Regions from separate parts of the Danio rerio genome. Here all the other regions are linked to region 2. A link is a contact called in public HiCAR-type data. All regions are on one chromosome and are shown on one strand. The core of a region is the stretch at or near the end of the contact, and the rest is flanking DNA. Distances in the headings are between cores, read along the strand shown.

What was found. HiCAR-type assays count read pairs that join an accessible place to other places.
Region 1: a contact with region 2 is called in a HiCAR-type map of caudal fin, with 7 times the contacts expected there. The contact joins two enhancer-like sites. A contact is called at or near these places in 1 of 18 Hi-C or Micro-C datasets (caudal fin) and 1 of 4 datasets of contacts at active chromatin or transcription factors (caudal fin).
Region 3: a HiCAR-type map of caudal fin shows a contact between it and region 2, with 5 times the contacts expected there. The contact joins two enhancer-like sites. A contact is called at or near these places in 1 of 18 Hi-C or Micro-C datasets (caudal fin) and 1 of 4 datasets of contacts at active chromatin or transcription factors (caudal fin).

The regions. Positions count from the first base shown.
Region 1 is chr8:19,316,276-19,320,159 of GRCz12tu, forward strand. The region is part of intron 1 of skia (v-ski avian sarcoma viral oncogene homolog a); the gene reads right to left. It also overlaps a transcript of LOC137496334 not described here. Among named protein-coding and RNA genes, the nearest start is that of skia, 57 kb to the right of the region's middle. Within about 2 kb of position 2,471, at least 17 of the 62 cell types and tissues checked have an H3K27ac peak or open chromatin away from gene starts, as enhancers often do. A contact at or near this core is called in caudal fin, where this site is marked.
Region 2 is chr8:19,139,484-19,143,746 of GRCz12tu, forward strand. It overlaps LOC137496334 (a long non-coding RNA gene), which reads left to right. Exons shown (of 6, transcript XR_012384205.1): 2 at 505-672. Among named protein-coding and RNA genes, the nearest start is that of dimt1l, 99 kb to the left of the region's middle. Within about 2 kb of position 2,803, at least 33 of the 62 cell types and tissues checked have an H3K27ac peak or open chromatin away from gene starts, as enhancers often do. A contact at or near this core is called in caudal fin, where this site is marked.
Region 3 is chr8:19,295,079-19,298,922 of GRCz12tu, forward strand. All of the region lies in intron 1 of skia (v-ski avian sarcoma viral oncogene homolog a), which reads right to left. All of the region lies in intron 4 of LOC137496334 (a long non-coding RNA gene), which reads left to right. Among named protein-coding and RNA genes, the nearest start is that of skia, 78 kb to the right of the region's middle. Within about 2 kb of position 2,328, at least 4 of the 62 cell types and tissues checked have an H3K27ac peak or open chromatin away from gene starts, as enhancers often do. A contact at or near this core is called in caudal fin, where this site is marked.

The sequences.
Region 1 (3,884 bases), core at 1,221-3,720, 180 kb after region 2:
ATGAATACAATTTTCGTTCAAAATAGGGTTGCACAATATTGAAAAATTCTAACATTGCGATAGTTTTTTATTATGCGAAATATTATGATATGAATACAATTTCATCATATGACTTCATTTCTGTATTTGGAAAGAATGTATAATGTTAGATCAATTGGGATGATTCTGCACTGGAAGTGCAAATCCATCAAATCTAATAAACAATCTATAAAATTTTGGGGGGCACATTTTCATTGTCTGTATTTGCTTGTGTTGAGAGTGTTTCATGCACATGTTTAGTCAGAGATTGATGAATTAATGTTTACTATTTGCATCTCCATAACATCTAATGAGAAATGTAAGGATATCAGCACTGCAACTAAAGCAAGGCTAGTCAACGCGTCCATCTTCCTTATAGCAACCTATGGCTGTGAGACATGGACGATCAAGGTTGACGCCTCCGAGTTGTGGTGCTGGAGAAGACTGTTGCGCATCCTGTGGACAGCAAGAATCACCAATAAAGAAGTCCTAGGGTGCATCAAGCCAAAGACCTGTGTAGCAATTCACTCGAGACGGCAGTCATGATCAGTGGGACTAGGAGGAAGAACTTGGTTCGATGCTGTCAAATCTGAAACCAACATGAGCAAACATGCGTAGCGATTAATAGAACTGTGTGGAGGGGAATGATCCATACAATGACTGAAAATCGACCTCAATTGAACGGATAATTGAAAACCAAATAAACAGTCTATGAACCTTTTGAGATTCCCAGACACATTTTCCTTGTGGTCTGTGCTACTTGCAGTGCGATTCTGTATTTGCATGTGTTGTGAGTGTTTTCATGCACATGTTTAATTAGAGATTGATGAATTAATGTTTACTATTTACATCTCCGTATAATCTAATAGTAAAGTAAGGATATAAGCACTGCAGCCCATGGACAGTGAGAATCGCCAATAAAGAAGTCCTAGGGTGCATTAAGCCAAAGACCTCGCTGGAAGCCAAGATTACCAAACAGAAGTTATCCTATTTTGGTCTTGTCATGCATAGCAATTCACTCGAGAAACCAGTCATGGTCAGTGGAAGTAGGAGAAAAGGCCGCCCAAGAACTCGTTGGCTTGATACTGTCAAATCTTATACCAATATGAGCATGGGCAAACTCAAAGAAGCAGTGATTAATAAAACTGTGTGTAGGGGAATGATCCATAGAATGATCGACCTCAATTGAATGAATAATTAAAACTTTAATAAACAGTCAACAAACCTTTTAAGGTTCCATGGCACGTTTTCATTGTGGTCTGTGCTACTTGTAGTGCATTTCTGCATTTGCATGTGTATTTTCACACATAACAATCTATAAATATAATCAAGAAAAAGACATAATTGAAATAAAGTGTTTAATCGTTTCCCGCGTATAACAGTATTCACGAATAATAACTGACTGATAAAAATAAAAATAATTTAATAAAATTAATCCAGCTGAGGTCACAAACGGTACAAATGCTTATACCTGAATGTTTTTTAAATCATTATAGACCATTTCAACGTGGTGATGTGACTGGCCCATGAACATTTCCTGCTTGTTGTCAAACTATTTCACATCTTTAACAAGAGGCGATTCAATCATAACTTGTTGTTATAACAGCTATCGTAACATTATTTATCAACATTGCATATCCTGCGATGTGACTATTGCAAATGATTATATTGCGATATCGATGCGGAAACAATATATTGTGCAGCCCTCAAAATTCATTTTAGTATTCACCACAACTATTACAATAGCTGAAACCCTACTATTGGAACCTTTCAAAACATGAACAATAAAAACATTGAAAGACAATCACAATCCATTCAAATCAAACAGCTCAAACATTTAAGGCTCCAGACCACAAAACTACAGCCTTTGCTTTGCTTTATTGTGCTAATCTGGATGCCGATAGTTATCATTAAAGTGATCTGCTGTAAACCATCCTTAATCCTTCAAGATTTATCACGAAATTCTATTATCCAGAGGCTCAATGCAAAAACGAACCAACACCAATTCGCATAATCACAACAAGAACACGTGACTGATGAAAATGCCACATCATTAATGTAGCCACAATCCCCCCCATTCATTCCGATTCAGAAGTGCTTCTCGCAGCGACACGATCCCAACTTTTCAATGAAAGAAATGCTTACTGCAATATAAACTTCCATTCACAATCGCGCATAAGGAAAGCATTTGGTTGGGGGGCGGGGGGAATAAAGAGGCTTTGCATAATTTTCCACATTGACTCAAGAGTGCGTTCCTTGGCTTGGCTGCGGCTTCCGCTTTTATATTCCCCCAGCCTGTGATGCAGTTTGTGCTCAGTAAAATCCTGAGTGAGAAACTAGCCGAAGAAGCCAGAGACGGAGAGAGAGAGAGAGAGAGAGAGAGGAGTAGGATGTACCAGTGTGAGTTGGCAAGAGGCAGGATTTTCCATTGACACTGCCCTCCCCAAGGTTCCCCTGTCTCCTTTACTGTGGGACGTTCTCAGAGCCTCGGTTTCTCCTTCCTCTGATGGGACAGTGGTGCGGGGAGAGGGCCGTGTTTCCTGCTGTTCTCATCGACTGGGTTTTGGCTCGCCGATGGACGAGTGTGTTTTCCACACCAGGAAAAGAGACGGGGGAAAGAAGCAGGAGAGGTGGGAGGTTGAAGAAAAGAAAATAATACAATAAAGCCCTAAATGGAAAGGACTTTGCTGTTTAGATGTCACCTTGAAAAAGTGTTTTTGGTCTATGTATAGCTCTGAAATGCTCCTTGTATAATATTGTTGCAAAATCTCTTGTTATTATTGTTGTTGTTGTTTTAGACAATTAGTACTGCACTGAAGGAAAGGGCAAATGTAAAATTCATTGTATTTTGTACAATGACAATAAAGATTCTGATTCTGATTAACCTTGACCAGCAGATCTTTAACATTTTCAGATTTAAACATGGATAAATTTAAATGTATAATCTGTTCTCATTTTGATCCAGAGTGAAGCGAACAGACTCTATAAAGGCTTTGGTACTTGTAGTTTTATAACTAAAGCTTACATACTACTCTCACCTGTCTTTTGTCATTGACACTTTGCGATTTAAAGCATTCAAATGTATGCATTTGCACCTGCAGGGCTGCATTCTAGCGAGCTAGTTGGACAGGATGTTTTGGTCTGTGTGGTGTGTGTTTTGGTAACACTTGAGTGTGCACAGGCTCATCCAGTTACCACAGAGCCTTTGTCTTCAGCACACAGACACAGACCATCATGTGGCTTTGTGAATATTTTCTGACTCAAACTGTTTTGTTGTTTGAAAACCTCCAAATAAAAGAGTGCTTGTGGTTTAACTAAAATAAATTAAAATGACTTTAAATCAAAGCAATTAAATGCAATACTGACATAAAAATATAGTTATTTTATAAAGTGGAGAAATTATAACAAGATAAAAATCAAGCAGAAATATGCAAAATAAAATGAAAATATAAATAAAAATAAAAGATATTTCTTTATTCAAAATAATAAAAAGCTAACTATAATAAATTTGTAAGTTTATGCACCAAATAACAAAATCTAAAAAAAAATCTAGTTATTTTTATACAAAAATGTAAAATAATAAACTGACAAAATCACAAAACTGAAATCACCAAAAAATTTTACATAAATAAAATTAGGATAAAATTAATAAAAGTTTAAATAAAATATAAAAATAAAAGCTTTCATTTTATTTAAAAATAATAAAAGACTAACAAGAATAATGCTTTTTTTATGCACTAAAACGACAATCTAAAACTGAAAAAGATTTTTTATATAATAAAATCACAAAATAAAAATCACAAAAACAAACTGAAATCAAGACAAAAATGTAAAAAATAAAATATATAAATAAAAAACAAAATAAA
Region 2 (4,263 bases), core at 1,553-4,052:
TCTTCTGAAATAGTTCATTTAAATCTCGATAAATTGCAAACTAGGAAAAGTGTTTTGTTGCATCTGTTCAAGAATTAAATTAGACAAAAAATATATGTAGGCTTAAATAGGATTGCCAGTTTGTTCATATTTGTTGCTTTGTTTCTTTTTACTAAAAAAAGAGACATTGTGTTATGTTATGTTATGTTATGTTATGTTATGTTATGTTATGTTATGTTATGTTATGTTACATTATATACAACAGTTGTGTCTGGTTCTTGAATCTATTTGGCTGATAGCCATGTAATATTCTGCAAATAGCAGCACTCCTACAGCCTCTTCACCTTACACACTTGTGTATTACTACGCCCACATACAGCAACAAGCAGTTTGACACTGTACAGTTTGACAAACATTGCTGCTGTTGGACAAAATAATACACTTTTGAGGCTGTTTTGGTCGAGAATTGTTGCTTAGATTGCAACTTTGCAGTTTATTTATACATTTTAAAAATTTTAATTTCAGAGCATCGGATTCAGTGCATTGGCCGCCATCAACCTGTCTGAGCCAATGACGGTTGACGTTCCCCCACAAGATGGCAACAGAGACTTTATAACAAGTCCTTAGAGGAGATAAACAGCATTTTCTCAGCATAAGTTTCAAACTACAGCTGAACAAGTCATTATAAATCAGGTAAGTGACATTCTAAGTCCATCTCTCTCTTTTGTATTTTGTATTGCTGTATTTATATCACAGAAACTGGTAGTGGTTGCTTTGATCTGGCTTATTTGGGGTTAATTATTGTGATATCCTGATTGCAACAGAGAAATACAGGAAAATCGCTGTAGATTGATAGCATGTCATGCCGTTCAGCCTTATAATCTTAAAATTTGAGCAAAAATCACCTGTTTTGTCATCACTTTGGACATAACGCTAGAGAGTCATTCAAACACTAGCTCTAAAGTGACATTTGTGAATGAGCAACACTTTCTGCAGCTGACATCAGTACAGCAGATGTGAAGGAATGGCGGAAGAAAGTAGTTCCTCGTACAAAAGGGTTTTCAGACTCTCTGTGTTTAATTTTCTTTTTTACACACACGATTATGCCGTTAAACTGTTTATAAATGCAATATCACACGAGTAGCATTGCACTATGGCTGTATATTCTCACTGCTTTAAGCCAACGCACGCCTTCCACCAGTGCCGATATACAGCCATGTCGCACTGCTACTCGTATTATGATATATTATATTATATTATATTATATTATATTATATTATATTATATTATATTATATTATATTATATTATATTATATTATGTTATGTAATGTAATGTAATGTAATGTAATGTTATGTTATGTTATGTTATATTATATTTGTTATAATTCTAAAAAAACAATGTATTTATGTATTTATTTATTTTACTGTCGTACCAAAATCATCACCATATTTCAAACGCCTACATTTTGGGTCGATAAAAGTGCGACGAGACTGGGTCAGAGGTCAACCTGTACAACACTTCCAACTTGCCATCTTAATCCCTTGTTTGTGTGTGTGCGTGTCTCTGTGTGTATACGTGTGTGTGTAGGTGTTTGTCGTGTGGGTTATGACTATCCTGGCTAATAGGGTCAGTGCTGTAGGCAAATATTCCTGCGGTCCTTCCCTCTCTCTCTCTCTCCCTCTCGCTTCAACAGCTGTGAACTTGAACTCTTATTTACCTACGTGTGTTGAATTACACACTGCAGTCAAACACAAACACACACACACTTACAAAGGCTCACACAGCAGTGAAGATCTGGCGTGCTACAGACTTTCTATAGATTACTCGCATAAAGAAAATCTGATGTTTTAGTTCATTTAGAGGGCATTTCATAATGTTTCTTTGTTTAATGGCATAGACAGAAGTATTAGTGCAGTAAGGGTTTACTTACAAATTCCTACAAAACAATTTGCCAAAAAAGGTATTTGAATAAGACACAAGATTGTTTAAAGGGCAGAGTTTAACCAAATACAGTAGTTTTATGCAAAAATAGGAACTGTGTGTACTATTTTGAGTCGTGATGTCTCTCTTGGAACATATTGGTCTTGATCCAAATTATTTTACAGTAAATAATCTGTTGCTTGTTTATGTGTATACCTTGAATTACACATGTTTGGGTCACTAAAAGTCCCCACAAGTATAGCAATACCAGTCAATTTCGAGTCTTATTAAAATCACACATAACCTAGTATTTTGAAAGTGTAAAGATGCCGATTGTTTTGGGGTAGGATTGGTGTAGAGGGATAGAATATACAGTTTGTACTGTATACAATTATTACGACTATGGGAAGTGCTCATAAAGATAGCTGTACAAGTGTGTGTGTGTGTGTGTGTGTGTGTGTGTGTGTGTGTGTGTGTGTGTGTGTGTGTGTGTGTGTGTGTGCTGGGTAACATCAGTGTAGTTTGCCGGTGTCAACTTACACATTCAGGTCTGACCACAGCAGGCTTCAGCTGTGCTTGGCTCTGAACTGACTTGAGGATGCAAAAGATGAAGTAAGACAGGAAGAGCAGGGAGGAGAGAGGAAGAACGGTCCCAAAAAAGATGAGGAGAGCGAAGCAGGAGGTCTTGGAGAGGTGAACTAAACGAGTGTGAACTTGAGGAAAGAGCGTAAAGAGAGTTGTAGCTGGACTGAAGAGGTGGGTAAGGAAGGGTTAAGCGTTCGACTGGTGCAGCACAACAGGAAGGCTGTTCTTGGGCCCGACTCCAAACAGATGTTCAATTGTTTCAGAGCTGTGCTTACACTGTTGGACTGCGTTCCAGCACTCAAGGGAGGAGGAGGGGCCGAAAAACTCAGAGAACCAGCTGCGGATGAGGACGGAGAGAGAGAGAGAGATAGAGAGAGAGGTGTGGGAGGCTGAAATGCAGTTTTTTTTCCTTCAACAAAAAAGGCATGTGTGTGTTCCAAAAAAACATTACCCCCAGGGAAGAGGGTAGGACAGAGAGATTCAAGCTTTTTTTTTTCTCTGCATAAACAGCACTTTGAAGTGGGCGACGGAGGCTGGGGAGCCGCTGCATATGCAAACAGCTTCAGTGTCAGAGCTGCGGTACGGATCTGCTGCTCCCCCGAGGCCTGATCTGCTGCTCCACTGGTGTCTCACCTCTCACCTGCTTTACTGCACCATTATTCCCACAACATGTCATGACCGATCCTACAAGGAAATATCAGCTTTCATTTGCATAACATTTCAGTCCAAAAAAGAAAGGAAATTCTATTTAGCAAGGATCTGCAGGGTCGTCGTCCAATCAAAAAAACATAACAAAACAAATCTAATTCTTAAAACGCCTCATAAATCACACAGAATGAAGTTTAATGAAAATGTAAACATGCTAATTGTTCCCAGTGAGAGTTGGGTTTAGGGGTAGTGTTGGGGTAGAGGGATATAAAATACAGTATGTAGAGTATAAAAATCATTATGTCTATGGGACTATGGGTCTATGGATTTTTTCTTTCACTTTTGTCAATTGGTAAAGTTTGTTCCTTGCTTGGTTAGGGACTTATGGAGCTATACATTGTTGGATTTGATTGTTAGTGTTTTGTGACAGTTTTATTACACCAAACTGAACTAAACTGAACTTCACTTGTGAAAACTGGACTGAAGCAGTTTAGATTTACCAGATATTTATCAAGATTGTGCGTGTGTGCTGGAACCAGGTCATGAGACATTCTACAAGAAAATGGCATACAGTCAACCAAAAAAAAAAGAAGTTACCCAGCAGGCACACAACATACTGTAATATGTTAAAATTAGGTTAGATTTAGGTCATGATTTCAGGTGACCAAATTTCAATGTTAATTCAGCGTCTAAAAACCTTATTTTGACGTCCAATAACGACGGCAAATACGTTGCTATTTGGTTGATTTTAGGTTGTGTTGGAAAGTGGCCGAAATTCAACGTCTTATAGATGTCATAGTGGTTACATCCACACAACGTCAAGGTGTAACATGATTAGACATCGATATTTGGTTGATTTTAGGTTGGACATTGATGTCGGTCTGACGTTGGGTTCTGATGTCAGCCTGATTTTCATCTCCAAACAAAATCCAACATCCCCACGACGTTGGGTATGTTTGGGTAGAACGTCAATATGACGTCGTGTTGACGTCCTGTGCCTGCAGAGTTATTTTGCTTGACTCATCAGTCTATGTGAAATAAAAAAATCAATTCTTCTTCTTTTTTTTTTAAGGAGCAGCTTCATTAATCAAAAAAAACCTTCCTCCTCTTCTTGCCTTGATGCATCTTC
Region 3 (3,844 bases), core at 1,078-3,577, 160 kb after region 2:
CAAGAGTTTTCTGCTTAAAATAACTGTACCACTTATTTAATGTGCATAACACTTCTAGATGAGCGACACATCACGTCTGGGGTTATATGTAGCACTCAGATTGCATGGTGGGCAGCAGTCTTATGCTGTACATTGTCGGACAAAGGTCTGGGCAGAGGATTCAGGCCTGTTATTAGTGTCTGTTGTGTGTGTGTGTGTGTGTGCGTGCTGAGGTTGGACTTCCAGGAAGAGTCCAGCGACTCCAGACATAACAAGGCCGCACAACACTTACAAGTGCACCACAATAAGGCAAAGCAACTAAATCAGGACCATCTCCTGCAATCTGTCCAGCACAGACTCCATTTCCAGATGCAAAACCACACCAGCGCCGCCGCACACACAAAACCACATCAAAACGAAGTTCAGTGCAGCTGCTGGCTTGCATATTCTACTAGAAACACACACACACACTCACACACACACACACACACACACACACATAAACCTGGTATTTTCTAAACTTGGTCGCACCAGAGAGGAGGGATTGGGTTCCACTTCCCTTCCAAATTTGCTTTGGCAACGGTCTGTGTGGGAACGCAAAAGACCCTGCTCCCATCGGACACACAGAGGGCAAATGTGGAGTTCAGGAAAGACACTACACGTCCTGCTTTTGACACAACTGTCATCATCACACACCTCGCACACTCAACACTTAATCTGCAAAACAAACTCTAGGCAAAATAAGAAGCTGCCAACTGACAATGAAGAGACTTTTCATAATGAAAACGATAAAAACAATAAAAATAAAAAAAGCAAATGTTACGATTCAAAAACATAACCAATTAAAAAACATGCTTAACTTCTTCTGCTTTTAATAATTGGCAAAGCTTACACTTGTTGTTAAGACCTCTTATATCTGCAACCCAGGATATGGTAAAAATGTAAAAGCCCAATCTAACCTAATAAAACCTAATATCAAACCTAAGATATTTTCCAGTAGTTTGATTGATGAGTTCAGTCTAAAACACACAAAACATTCTAAACATTCTGAAGAGTGTCACAAAAAGGACAGAAAGAGAGAGAGCAAGAATTTTGAATTTTACAATAAAACCACCATATACACAAATAATACATGCAAAAACAACTAAGAAAATGCAGATCACCATCAAATACAGTAAACAGAGGCTTAAAGCTAATAGAAAAGGTTTCATTGTAAGCACAAAATTATTTCAATACAACATCAACAAAAACAGAGAGAGAAATAGAGAGAGGGAGAGGGGAGGAGGAGGAGGAATAAGAGGATTCCTCAGAGAGGCATAAATCTATGACTCATTTAGTCTCAAACTTAAAAGCATCTAAGAGCAAGATAATCACATTTCAATGTTTTTCGAAAGTTGTTGAAATTGCTGAGGCTGGACCCTAATGGACGCGTATTGATCTACGAATGTGTACATGTTGCTTTCTTCTAGCATGTCTTACCTCATGTCTACTAATAGCCAGATCTCTCATTAGAAGCAGCTTAATTCTGACTGATGCCCGATAACCGATATTATAAATCTATATGGTTTTGTCTGTTGCTTTTTAAAGAAAGAAGTGTACCAAATGATGTAAATCAGTGTAAAATTTTATTTTATTGTCAACAAGCATAGGTAAAACCACAAACTAATTTTTTGCAGATGAATATTGTTCTAATATTATTTGTATTTATTTTATTCATTGACAACTTTGAGGATTATTATTATTATTAGTATCATAAAAAATCTGTTTTATTATATATATATATGTGTGTGTGTGTGTGTGTGTGTGTTTGTGTGTGTGTGTGTGTGTGTGTGTGTGTGTGTGTGTGTGTGTGTTTTTCTTTTTACATAAAATCAAATAAGCAAGCAAATAAATAAACAATAAGCTTGTGTTAATAATTAAAAACAGCAAGTATATGATAATTCTGATTTGTTATAGAAAACTAATTCTAAATTTTGAAATGATAAACTATAGGAGTGTGACAATGTTTATTATATTATGAAAGTGTTATTATAATTATTTCAGATAAAATGTCAAATACAAATTCCAATATATTATAATATTATTATAATAATATTCTAAAATAACAGTAATGATACAAAAACAAACAGATTTTATAAGGCCAAATCACATCTTTTTTTGTCTATATTTGACAATGGGAGATTCTAAAGTTTCCTGGGAGTGTGAGACAGTTGTGAACTTGCTTCTTTCTGGCTTCGCGAATGGCAGTCGTTTCTAGAAAAGTTCAAACGCAGTGACAGTTTAAACCCCCTCAGGAGAGAAGCCTCTTTCAGCCAGGACTCGTTTCTTTCCCTTTCGCCTCCTTTTCTCGCTCTCGTTTTAATGACTGCCTTTCAGCGCTGTCAAAGGAGCCGCCATCGTGAGCGCACTCATAAAAATATTCAGAGAGCCTCACCGAAAAATTCCAGCATTTATGACCTCATAAACATAGAAAGCGTCGGAGAGAGAGATTTCTCTCATTCCTCATATGAAGGGGAGGAAAGACTGATCGAAGGAGAAGAGGCTTGGTGACAGCTATGACTAAAACGAATGTGCAAAAGTGACATTTAAAAAGTTTTTATATGTTTCACAGTCACACGCAAGACTTTCGAAGTGTGCTTCATTTGATAGTAGGTGCACTATAGAGTGCGCATTTTCCTAGGTGTTTATTGTTTTCATTGTCTTCTGTAGTTTGTTGTTTCTCTTGTCCCATCTCTGTTTTTTTCCTTACGCAATGAAACAACAGCCCTGTTCATTGTTGCCACCTTGTAGACACACTAGTAATAGTGTGCAGACACTGGCACTCAAAACATGCGCACTAGAAAGAATGCATTTTCACTTGTGTCTGTTGTTTTTGCTGTCTTCAGTAGTATGTTGCTGTTCTATATGTATCTTTTTACATTATATGTTCAGTGTTGCCCTCTTATGGACAAACTCTCTGCGCTGGATATTTATTTTGACACCATATGCTGACGTAAAAAAATATACAAAAAAATTCAAGACGAAATTAGCATCATATACTATATGCTTAGCCTAGCATACTTGTAATAAACAGAGCCTGCTTTGGGTATCATCAAGCAATCCCAGTATAACTGAGATGGCTATAATATACACTATACAATTAAATAAAAATGTAGTCAAAATGCCGGAAAACACACCTCTTTTTAGCATCAACATGGACACGTATCAATATCTGTGGATTAGCACACATGATGTGTGTGTAGGCATGTCCTGTTTCCAGACAGCTGGCCTGGGACTGTGGTCTCAAACACACACACACACACACACACACACACACACATTCACTTGTGCTCAATGTTACTTTGGGCCAGTGGAACAGTGCGAATATTTCGGTAGTCTCTGCGGAGTCAAACGCACATGTCTATACATGTGACGGACTGAAAGAAGTGCCAAAACAAACACGCACTCACACAGAATAGGAAACATGGCCTACACACACTCATTCTGGGAGATGCAGAGGTCACAAACTCCTGAAAGAAATGAAAGGGGGGAAATGAAAGAATGACTGATTCAGGAGATGAGGACGAGCGATGTTGAATTAGCCAGTTCAGACAAGATCGCGTGTGGGTTGTCTTTTTGACACGGTAATCCAGATATTATTGAGGCTAATCCCACTATTCTCAATCACTTTCGCTCCTTCAAACTGGAACATCTCAAAAACTCATTTGAGAAGTATTTTAGCTATTTTGCCAATATACTAACGTCAACTTTACACTTTTTTTTTACAACCTCTTCAAAGAAATTGCCTAAATGTTGGTATCAAACTTACTCGGAAACAGTCCGTTAGCATTTCTTATGGTGGATGAGTCTCTGCATTGATCTTGTG